Linked DNA regions of Mus musculus: region 2 is linked to region 1. A link is a contact called in public HiChIP or PLAC-seq data. All regions are on one chromosome and are shown on one strand. The core of a region is the stretch at or near the end of the contact, and the rest is flanking DNA. Distances in the headings are between cores, read along the strand shown.

Evidence for each region. HiChIP or PLAC-seq counts read pairs in DNA pulled down with a chosen protein or histone mark.
Region 2: an H3K27ac HiChIP or PLAC-seq map of embryonic stem cells shows a contact between it and region 1, with 6 read pairs. The contact joins the enhancer-like site here to the promoter of Ramp3 in region 1. A contact is called at or near these places in 28 of 39 promoter capture datasets (the 3T3-L1 cell line, 3T3-L1-derived adipocytes, the C10 cell line and 17 more), 49 of 484 Hi-C or Micro-C datasets (B cells, the Ba/F3 cell line, the C2C12 cell line and 28 more), 18 of 115 datasets of contacts at active chromatin or transcription factors (the 230-238 cell line, astrocytes, bone marrow-derived macrophages and 8 more) and 3 of 9 other capture datasets (adipose tissue, liver and pancreatic islet).

What each region holds. Positions count from the first base shown.
Region 1 is chr11:6,656,364-6,661,607 of GRCm38.p6, reverse strand. Ramp3 (receptor (calcitonin) activity modifying protein 3) reads right to left here and starts at 3,075. Exons shown (of 3, transcript NM_019511.3): 1 at 2,981-3,075. The coding sequence starts at 3,035. It also overlaps the pseudogene Gm11978.
Region 2 is chr11:6,775,938-6,781,181 of GRCm38.p6, reverse strand. No RefSeq gene overlaps it. Among named protein-coding and RNA genes, the nearest start is that of Gm11981, 59 kb to the right of the region's middle. Within about 2 kb of position 2,396, at least 9 of the 459 cell types and tissues checked have an H3K27ac peak or open chromatin away from gene starts, as enhancers often do. A contact at or near this core is called in embryonic stem cells, where this site is marked.

The sequences.
Region 1 (5,244 bases), core at 1,826-4,325:
CAGCAGTCTTGAGTAAAGACCCTGACCCCTGGGACTCCATGAAAGTGGGTCACCGCCACTCAAGCTACTGGCTGATCTGTAAAGTTCTCAGGAACTAAATCAAAGTAGAAATCCATTCTGGATGGCTCTGTTCCGAAACAAAGAACACTCAGCCCCGTGCATCTTTTGTCTCAGTGACTTCCAGATGCCGAGAGATGATAAACAGCCGGACAGATGCATTTCCTAGAGAACGGCCCTTTGTCTTCAGTCATCTGGAAATGAACCCAGGCGCCTTCATCCTCTGTGGAAATAAGCATCAACAGACTGGGGCACAAAGGCCGTGGACGCTGGCACTGGGGGCTGCGGTCTCTAGGGCGCAAAGGCCGTGGACGCTGGCACTGGGGGCTGCAGTCTCCAGGGCGCAAAGGCCGTGGACGCTGGCACTGGGGGCTGCGGTCTCTAGGGCGCAAAGGCCGTGGACGCTGGCACTGGGGGCTGCGGTCTCTAGGGCGCAAAGGCCGTGGACGCTGGCACTGGGGGCTGCAGTCTCTAGGGCGCAAAGGCCATGAACGCTGGCCCTGGGGGCTGCGGTCTCCAGGGCACAAAGGCGTGGATGGATGGCACTGGGGGCTGCAGTCTCTAGGGCACAAAGGCCGTGGCTGGCTGGCACTGGGGGCTGCAGTCTCTAGGGCAGTTCTCTCCCTTCACCTGAACCCCCATCCGGGAAATGGGCCAAATGACCTCCAAGGCAGCTCCAGTACTAAAGATTCTGTTTAACAAACCACCTTCTTCAAGACCTTAGGTCTCCAGCACTGCTTGCCACCTGCTTGGCTCAAGGTGAGTGTGACAGGTGACAGGGAGGCAGAGCGCATTACTATATAACTCATGATAAAAATTGGGGCACTGTGTTCACATTCCCAGACACACATGTGGGCACACACGCGCGCACACATGCGTGCACACACAGATCCCGGGTGCTCTCACTCATGGTGACAGGAACACATATACCAGGAGCGGCCTCTGCTTTTCCATGAGCATTTCGGCTCCACCACAGAGTGACTGGGCCAAACTTAACTGACTCAAGCCAGTCCGTACAGCAGCACTCCACAGCTACACTCAGGCCAACAACAGGGAAACTGAGGCTAAGAGCCAATAGGTGGATACCTACCTGCTGGACTCCTCATCCCAGGACCCTGAGAAGCATCAAAGTGTCCCTGTAGAGTACGTTAGAATTTCAAGGAAGCCCCACAGGCCGAGACCTTTATTGTTTGGAAACAAAGGCTCTCCTGATGCTGTTCTCTACAGTGACTAGGCTCAGAATCTAGAGTTCCAGACATCACAGTGTCAACAAAGCATAGGTGGCAGTCAGCGTTCCTGGGAGCTAGGAAGCTCAGCTCATCCCTTGCAGAGCTCAGACCCCACCTTGGCCAGACTGCGTGTGACAGTACATGTTTCATCTCTGACTCCCGGGCTGGCCAGACTCACTGTAGCCAGGTCTGTGAGAAGGCTGAACCTGACCGGCCACTAAGAAGCCTGGTCCCATGGGTGAGGACAGTGGGGACTTCCACAGTAGGATAGGGAGGTGGCTGTTGGGGACTGTGGGGACTTCCACAGTAGGATGGAAAGGTGGCCATTGGGGACCAGGATTGCTACAATTTCATGAGGTTTCTGTCTGTGTTGCTTCCCAGTTCCATACTAGAAACAGTCAGGAGAGACATGGTTTCCTTCCAGATAAACTCTGGACCTCCTTCCTCTAGAAACCAAACTCCTCACCAGGGGAGCCTTGCACTGGAGGCTTGCTGAAATCCCAAAACAGCTCACTGCCTTCTGGAGGTGGTCACAGTCCCAGCCTTCAACATAAAACTACCCCAGCCTGAGCGCCCACTGTAGAACACGAAAAATGGTCTCACTCTGTAAGCAGAGACCTCTTCAAAGGGAGAGAACTAATTGTTGAGTCTGGCCCACCTCTGTCCCAACTCCCAGACCGCATCCCAAGTCATCAACACTGAGGAAGACACTACAAACAGGTCCAACTTCATCTTACAGCCAAGGAGGCTGAACCAGGAGAGTAAGGAAAACTCGGGACCATGGCCCTGGAGGACAGAGCCCCTCCACCTGGAGGGAGGATAGAGCCCCTCCTCCTGGAGGACAGAGCCCCTCCTCCTGGAGGACAGAGCCCCCTCCTGCCAACAGCTTCCCTCACAGTTCTAGCCAAGCACTGGCCTTGCCCAGCAAGCCCTCTCCTATCAAACCCTTCCACAGGCACTCATGCACACACATGCCCACACAGGCACACAGATACAATCAGGCACACCCAGAGCCACAGGTACATGCATACATGTGTGTACACAAGCATATACACATACACATACACATACATGTATCCTCTTATTTATCCTTGGGTAACTTCTTCAGTAAGATACTTCACTTTTTATTCTTTGAAATTTTACATATGTATACAAAGTATTTTGAGCATATCCACTCCTACTCTCCCCGCCCCATTAAACTCCCTCAGGCTCCTTTAATATGTCTCCCTACTAACTTTATTCCCTCCACACCCCTTTCAAAACAAGCTTAATATTTATCCCATTTCTATCTTGTGAAAGCAATGTTTCTCCCTGAGTCCGATTTTCTCACTGGAAAAGGATTCTAGCTACCTGCACCTGTGTGCCATGTGCCCGGGGCAGGATGGGAAAGAAACTCACTACCTCACCAAAGACCCTTCCCTGGACCCCAGAATATCTCTACCCCACAGGGAACTGTGCAGCCCTTGCAGCTCAAAGCCTTTTCCCTCAGCTCTTCTAAGGTTGGAGGAGTTATGAAGACCCTCCACAAAACCTGCAGGATGTGCTGGAGTCAGCGTGCCTGTGTCTTTTCCAAACTCTGGGGGGGGGGGGGGGGGGGGAAGAGCGCAGCCTAGGCTGGACGCGGGAAGGAGAGAGTCCGCGTGGGTCCCAAGGACCCGAGGAGATGGAGTACCCCGACCCAAATGTCTCCTTACCACAAAGCAGCAACAACAGTGGAAGAAGGTGCAGCCGCTGTGCTGGGGTCTTCATGGCCAACTAAGATGCAGCCGGCTTGCAGCAACAGCGACATTCGGAGGTAAGAGGCTTGGGGCGGGACCAGGGCGGGACCTCGGAGAGCCCCAACCCAGGCCACGCCCCCACCCCGCCCCTGACTCCCTCCGTTGCCTAGAATTCTCAGCTTCTCTCTGGAGGGGCAGGTGGTGGGGACAGGAGGTGGGGGTCGCGTTGGGATATAGACTGGAACAGAGGAAGGGGAAGTGCAGTCGGGTGGGAGAGCCAGTCCAGCGTGGCGGGAATGGAGAAGGGGTTCTAACCGGAAGACTGCAGGTTTGGTCTGGGGATGAGCCGGATTAACCTCAGTGTCAAACTGGGAAGCAAGCTGGAGAAATGAAGGGAGTTATGCAGTACAGGTTGATAGAGGGGAGCCAGGCAGAAGACAGACAAGAGGTTGAACTCGGAGAAACCCGGGGTTCATCCTTGCAGGTCCTGTGGGACCCCCCTAAGCCAGGCACATAAATTTAAGCAGAGACAAGTCTGAGAGCCCTGCCTGTCTCCAAGGGACAGAGAAGGGCATGAAGTGGGTTGCTGAGCAGATGGGGGGGGGGGGGGCATTCTTCCAGACTGAGGCACTGGGGAGGGGAGCTTGGGTGTGCACACATGCAAACACAAATGGCTAAGTCTGAAGCTAACTGAGGGCAGGCGGGTCAGTGACGGGGCCTCCAAGGACCTGGCTTCTGGAATCAGCAGGTAGAAAGAAAAGAAAAGGCCTCAGTTTCTCCCACCATAGACTACATCTGTCCCTCAAGCCCAGGACAGCTTCCTGTTCCCAATGTTGGGACCACTCCTCAGAAAGAGAAAAGCAGACCTCTTTGTCCTCCAAAGCTTATTGTCCCCCAGGAAAGCACTTGCTGGTCTGAGAGCTAAGGCCCAGACCTGGGAGGATGGCTTTCCCCACCTAAACAAGCACTTCTGTCTCCCACGCCCCATCACTGAGCTCAGCTCACCTTTCCTGACCTAGAAAGGCTCACTACAACTTTCTGTGAATTTTCACTGAGAAAATTCTGGTCGAAGCCAGAAACAAAAACAAACAAGCAAATAAACAAACAAAACCCTGTAACTACTTTAGGGCTGAAGAGATGTCACAGTGGTTAAGGGCACTTACAGGGGACCTGGGTTTGGTTCCCACAGGTACTGGAGGTAGCGCATGATCATCTGTATCGCCAGCTCCATGGGATCCAGTTCGTTCTGGCCTCTGAGGGTGCCGCACGCAATTGTGCACACCCATACATATAAACCAAAGAAATCTTAAAGATTAAAAAAAATAGCATTTTTAAAAACCAGTTAGCAAAGAGAACCTAGGAAGCCTGGGCTTGCTACAGCAATAACAAAGGAGTCTAATTAAAAGTAAAACTGATTTAACTTGGTCAGTCATCCTCCTTCAAGAGGGGCCAACATCTAGGCCATTATCCCTGCCCCTGTGCTAAGGGGAGGGGGCGCTAATCAGGACAAAAAGGATAAGCCAGCAGGTTGCTCTTATAGAGGGCTGATTGTCCCACAACCTGAAGTCAGAAACGGGAAGGCAGACTCTGTACCACCTTGACTATCGTCAGCAATGACGAACGCACACCTCGGGTGGGCACTACTCGGGCAGCTGAATGCAGGACCTGCTCACTGGCTCTGCTGTGGAGAAAGCTCACTCAGTCCACAGAGGTGAGTCCCAACACCTCAGCTACACAGGGCTGCCCATGCCCCTGGTATGCCCCAAGGGCCTCTAATCCTGCTGAGCCGCAGCCTATGTCACACCTTCAAAGCAGATGAGGAAGGACGGTACCAAAGGGAGGTCAGTGCCATAGCCACCATTCAGCCTTCCTGACGTAGGGACCGCCCGCTCTTCCCATCCCCCTCCCTCCCGGGCCCCCGGGCCCTGGCTAGGCTGCACATGTGGCATGGTACAGAACTGTCTCCTTCACTCGGAGTCACGGCTCCTCTCTCCAGACCTGTCCAGATCCTGCTCTCTATTCTACATAATGACTGACTGACCCCTGGGACCCCAGCGGTGTCAAGCAGGACAGTGTGAGCCAGGGCTGGTCAGAGCCAAGCTGCCTTTGACAGTCTGTCCACCACAGAGATCCTGTGACCATAGGGATACAGGGCTGAGAGACAGAATTCCCTCTCGGAGATAGCAGTCACTGTGGAGAAGCCTCTGAGGACATGACAAGGGACTCATGGCTGTCACAGA
Region 2 (5,244 bases), core at 1,147-3,646, 120 kb before region 1:
ATTGTGTATAAAGGTTGGGCAGAGAAGCAAGTGCTCCAATGATTTCCAACTGGCAGGAAAGGAAGGAAGAACGAAGGCCCCTATCACGCTGGCTTACCATGCCCTGTGCTCAGGAGGCTGGGCTCTAGAGAGTCAGGGGTTCCCTTGCATTGCATGTTTTCCAGTATTAGATCTGTTTGAATAATCATGGCTTTTGGATATGATTAGTTTTATCCATCTCCAGCTAAGATTCATCAGTAGTTTGTGTATCACTTTACCTGTGTTGACTTCCAGAGTTAGAAACAAAGCAAGGTGTGTTTCTCCACGAGGTTCTTTTTTATGGATGTGGGGCACTATGCAAGGACTGACATGAGACACCCCCCCCCCCAAAATCAAAGCAACAGCAGCCCACTTCAAATCAAAGATGAGTTTCGTTCGTTAAATCCTTGCCTGTGGAGAACCTGTCCCCAGCAGCCATAGTTTGTCCTTTCCTGGAGCCACGCCCTTTTACTGTCTTCACTCACTTCCTTTCTGTGGAAGGTTGCTTAGCTTTTTACCCTTCTCTTTCTCACCTTGGCTCTCTCTGCATTTGCTGTTCTTTTAATAAAAATAGCAAATTGAAAAATAATAATAATAGTATCAAAAGATGGCCTAGTCAGCCATCACTGGAAAGAGAGGACCATTGGACTTGCAAACTTTATATGCCCCAGTACAGGGGAACGCCAGGGCCAAAAAATGGGAGTGGGTGGGTAGGGGAGTGGGGGGGGGGGGGGAGTATATTGGGGACTTTTTGGATAGCATTGGAAATGTAAATGAAGAAAATACCTAATAAAAAATTAATTCTAAAAATAATAATAAGTGTTCCAAATGCCCTAAACATCAAACATTCCATTTCATAGAATCTATGCACGTAACTACATACAGAGTGTGACTTTAGGGATGTCTGCTTCTTTAGGACCTACAGGTTTTGATTATTTTGTCAAACACACACACACACACACACACACACACACACACAATGACCCAGATGAGAGTGGACAATTGTAATATGATCCCAAGCCCTCTTTCTTACTGGTTAACACTGTTGGTTAGTTTTCTGTCACAAGCTACAGTCATCTGGGAAGAGGGAGGAAATGACCCCGTCAAATTGGCCTGTAGGCAAGTCTGTGCGATATTTATTGATTATTGGTTGGTGTAAGAGGGCCTGGCCCACTCTGGGTGGTACCACCCCTGGGCAGGTCCTGGCTTGTATAATAAAAATGCTGAGCAAGCACGGTTTCTCCACGGTATCTGCTCCAGTTCCTGCCTTGAGTTCTTGCCCTGGCTTTCTTCAATAATGCACTCTAGCCGTAAAGTGAAATGAACCCTTCACTCAGCCCCACACTTATCAGACCCTAGGAATGAGTTTTCCTAGCAGTGGAGGACACAGAGCAGTATTTGCCCTCCACATGTACAAATGGTGATGTTTGACCAACAAGCTGACCTGTGAGATGAAGGTCCCAGTGCGGGAAAGCCACACTGATGTGAAAGGACTCTATAAAGCTAACGGACTACACGTCTGTGAGTGTCTAGAGGAGCGATGGCAAGTCATAATCAGAATGACCTCGGGTTACCTTTGGTCCCTTTAATAAATATGTATAAAATATGTATTAATAAATATGCCCACCTCTGTATCCAACTTAGCATGTTTTCAACTATGAGGTAAAGCCTTCAGAATGGAGAGAAACTTCTGGCTTCCACCAACCTAAGCCTCAAGAACGTTATTAAATAGAATCTCAGCCCAGAGACAGACAGACAGACAGACAGACAGACAGAGAACCTGTAAGCTCCTATAACTCAGCTGTCTATTGTCCTCACCAACCTATTTGAAAAAAAATAATGATTTGATTTATGACTTTCTTTTGTTCTTCTGCTATCAAAATCCATGTAACTGTCTCCACAGGGGAGCCTGTTTCTCAAGGAGATCTGAACCTATGTTCCCAGATCACGGTGAGAGTACTTTGACCGTGTTTTTACAGTCCTTGGGTCCCAGAGGAGCTGAGCTTGCCCCTCCTACCTCGCAAAGCCACCTTCTGCCTTCCTCTCACTTTTTTCCTGTTAGCTCAGCAGGAAAGAGTAGAAATCAGCAGGTTTACAATTGTCTTTTCCAGGCTGAAAGTCTTATTAGCAAAATCTTAGCTTGAATCCAACTTTTTTAACTCATTCTCTCTGCATCATTTGCACTGAAATGAATTTTTAAAACAGACTGATCTAGGTGGGTGCACGGCAGGATGTTGCAGATTGCTAAGAAAGTCTGATGTCACGGTGGTATTTCAGAACTTACAAACAATTGCGCCTGAATGGGCTCAATTACATGAAAACATACCAATTGTTCCTGTGGTCCAGCCTCATTATCATGACATTCAAATACTCCAACAATCTGTCTTCCTTCACAAAAGCCGGAAGCCCATAAATGCTGCGACTTTTAAACCCTCGACAAATGCACTCTATCAAAGCAATTGTCACAACAAGTACAGAAATTAAATAGCTGAAGCAAATGCCACTAGACCACAATTGAGACCGTGACTTCTGTGCTCTGGGACATGCAGAGAAACTGTAATTAGTTTTGTAATCTTCCTATACCCATTCCAACCAATGGCGCCTTGGTTTTTAGTGTTGAGTCTCATTTCCACACAGTACTTAATGGTGAGGCTCAATGCTTACAAAGCTAAGGCATGGTACCTGAACAAGCCACCAATGGTGTGTGTGTGTGTGTGTGTGTGTGTGTGTGTGTGTGTGTGTGCACATACGTAGCATCAATCCCATGAACAGGTCCTCCCCATGACACATTTCATGCCTCTCCTCTTCCAGTCTCCTCAGAATTATTTCTGGTGAGATTTGACCCTCCTTTCATGTGCTGACCAGTTTTTATGTCAATTTAATACAAACTAAAGACATCTGGGAAGAGGGACCTTCAACTGAGAAAAAGCCCCTACCAGACTGGCCTGTGAGCAAACCAGAAAGCAGAGTTCCACCTTGGCCGCAGCTTCAGTTCCGACTTCCAGGTCCCTGCCTTGAGTTCCTGCCCTGGTGCCCATCTACAATGGATCTATACAGAAGTGTAAGCTGAAGTAAACCCTTTCCTTCCTAAGTTGCTTTTAGCCATGGTGTTTATCGCAGCAATAGAATCCCTAAGACAGGACCTGTCTTACTTAGGGTTTCATTGCTGTAAAGAGACACCATGAACAAGGCAACTAGTATAAAGAAAACCATTTAATTAGGGCTGGCTTACAGTTTCAGAGGTTTAGTTCATTCTCATCACAGTGGGAAACATGGCAGCGTCCAGGCAGACATGGTGCTGGAGGAACTGAGAGTTCTACATCTTCATCTGAAGGCAGCAGAAGGAGACTATGTGCCACACTTGACAGAGCTTGAGCATAGGAGACCTGCAAGCCTGCCCCCAACAATGGCACACTTCCTCCAACAAGACCACACCCACTCCAACAAGACCACACCCACTCCAACAAGACCACACCTACTAATAGTGCCACTCCCTATGGCCAAGCATTCAAACACTTGTCTATGGAGCCCATACCTATTCAAACTACCTCAGCCATAATGTTTATCACACCAACAGAAACCCTAAGACAGGTCCTGTTGCAAGACAAAACAAAATTATCTCCATCATTTCCCATGCTATGACTTTATTGAATAAATTGGTTTGGTTGCTTGGATGTAGATTTTCCTTTTTTTTTTTTTAAATTTTACTCCTTGGGTCATTTAGTAAACATTTTTTTATGTGCATGTGTGTATGTATGTGTGTGCATGCACACACATGCATGCGCCTCACTTTAGTAAGATCTAAAGCCACGAGACACAGAGCTGAGATGTGGAAGGAGCAAGAAGCAGTGGGGTTCGTCCCTCCCGTCCCTTCCTTCGCTCATTGGACTTACCTGCAGTGCTGCTCTGAGCCACCAAGTCCTGGGGTCTCCTGGCACTTTCCACTCAAGTTAGAAGACTCACACTGACCAAGGACTTAGAGGTGATGACATGGTGGAGACCATCAACAAGAACAGTCTGTCCATTGCAACAGAAGCACATGAGAACAGAAGACAGGAGACCCCCAGACTGCTAAAAGCTGGACCTGGGGCAGAATATGAGTGAGCGGCTATTACCAACGTGCTCATGGCTATGGCCATGAGTCGGTGAAGCAGCCCAATAGCTCCACAGTCTCGCTGCCCCAAATATGCCTGTCAGCACCAATCTTGTTAAACATGTCCTCTCATGACACACAGCATATCAAGGATGGCCTTTGACATTGCTGACATTTGAAAACTATGTGTGCCCCAATAATTTGCAATAATGCATGGAATTGGCCTGTGGTATAGCTTAATAATAGTGTTCACCTAGCATTCACAAGGCCCTGGGTTCAATCCCCAGCACCCTTCCTCCCAAGAGAAAATTGCTTTTGTTAGTTCTTTTGTCAACTTGACACAAGCTTGAGTCACCAGGAAACCTCAGGTGAGGAACTGCCTCCATCAGACTGACCAGCAGGCAAGACTGTAGGGGATTTTCTTGATTAATGATTGGGGTGAGAGACCTCAGGCCACTGTGGGTGGTGCCACCCCCTGGACAGTGATCCTGAGTTGTATAAGAAATCTGGCTGAGCCGGGCGTGGTGGCGCACACCTTTAATCCCAGCACTCGGGTGGCAGAGGCAGGTGGATTTCTGAGTTCGAGGCCAGCCTGGTCTACAAAGTGAGGTCCAGGACAGCCAGGGCTAGACAGAGAAACCCTGTCTCGAAAAACCAAAAAAGAAAAAAAAAAGAAATCTGGCTGAGCAAGCCATGGGGAGCAAGCCAGGGAGACACGTTCCTCCATGGTCTCTGTTTCAGTTCCTGCCTGTAGGTTCCTGCCTCCAGTTCCTGCCTTGACTTAGAAGTGTGAGAAGATAAATCCTTTCCTTCCCAAGTAGCTTCTGGTCAGCGTTTTGGTAGAATAAGAAGAGACAAACCAGGAAAAATATGGTGGTGTTCTTGAGTGTTAGCTACAGAATCTTTGTTTACTTGCTTATTTATTTATTTATTAGTTGCAGTGTTGAGAATCAAACCCATGGTCTCACACATTCAAGACACTCTACCACCAACAGTGTTCTTAAAAGCAGTCACGAAAAATCATTTTCCAGTGATGTTTAAGTAGCCATAAAAAGACCTGTCGGTAATTTCACTCCTGGACATTTTGCTTAATAAGCCAATAGACCTCCCGAGGGGCAAGGTTATCTTCACGA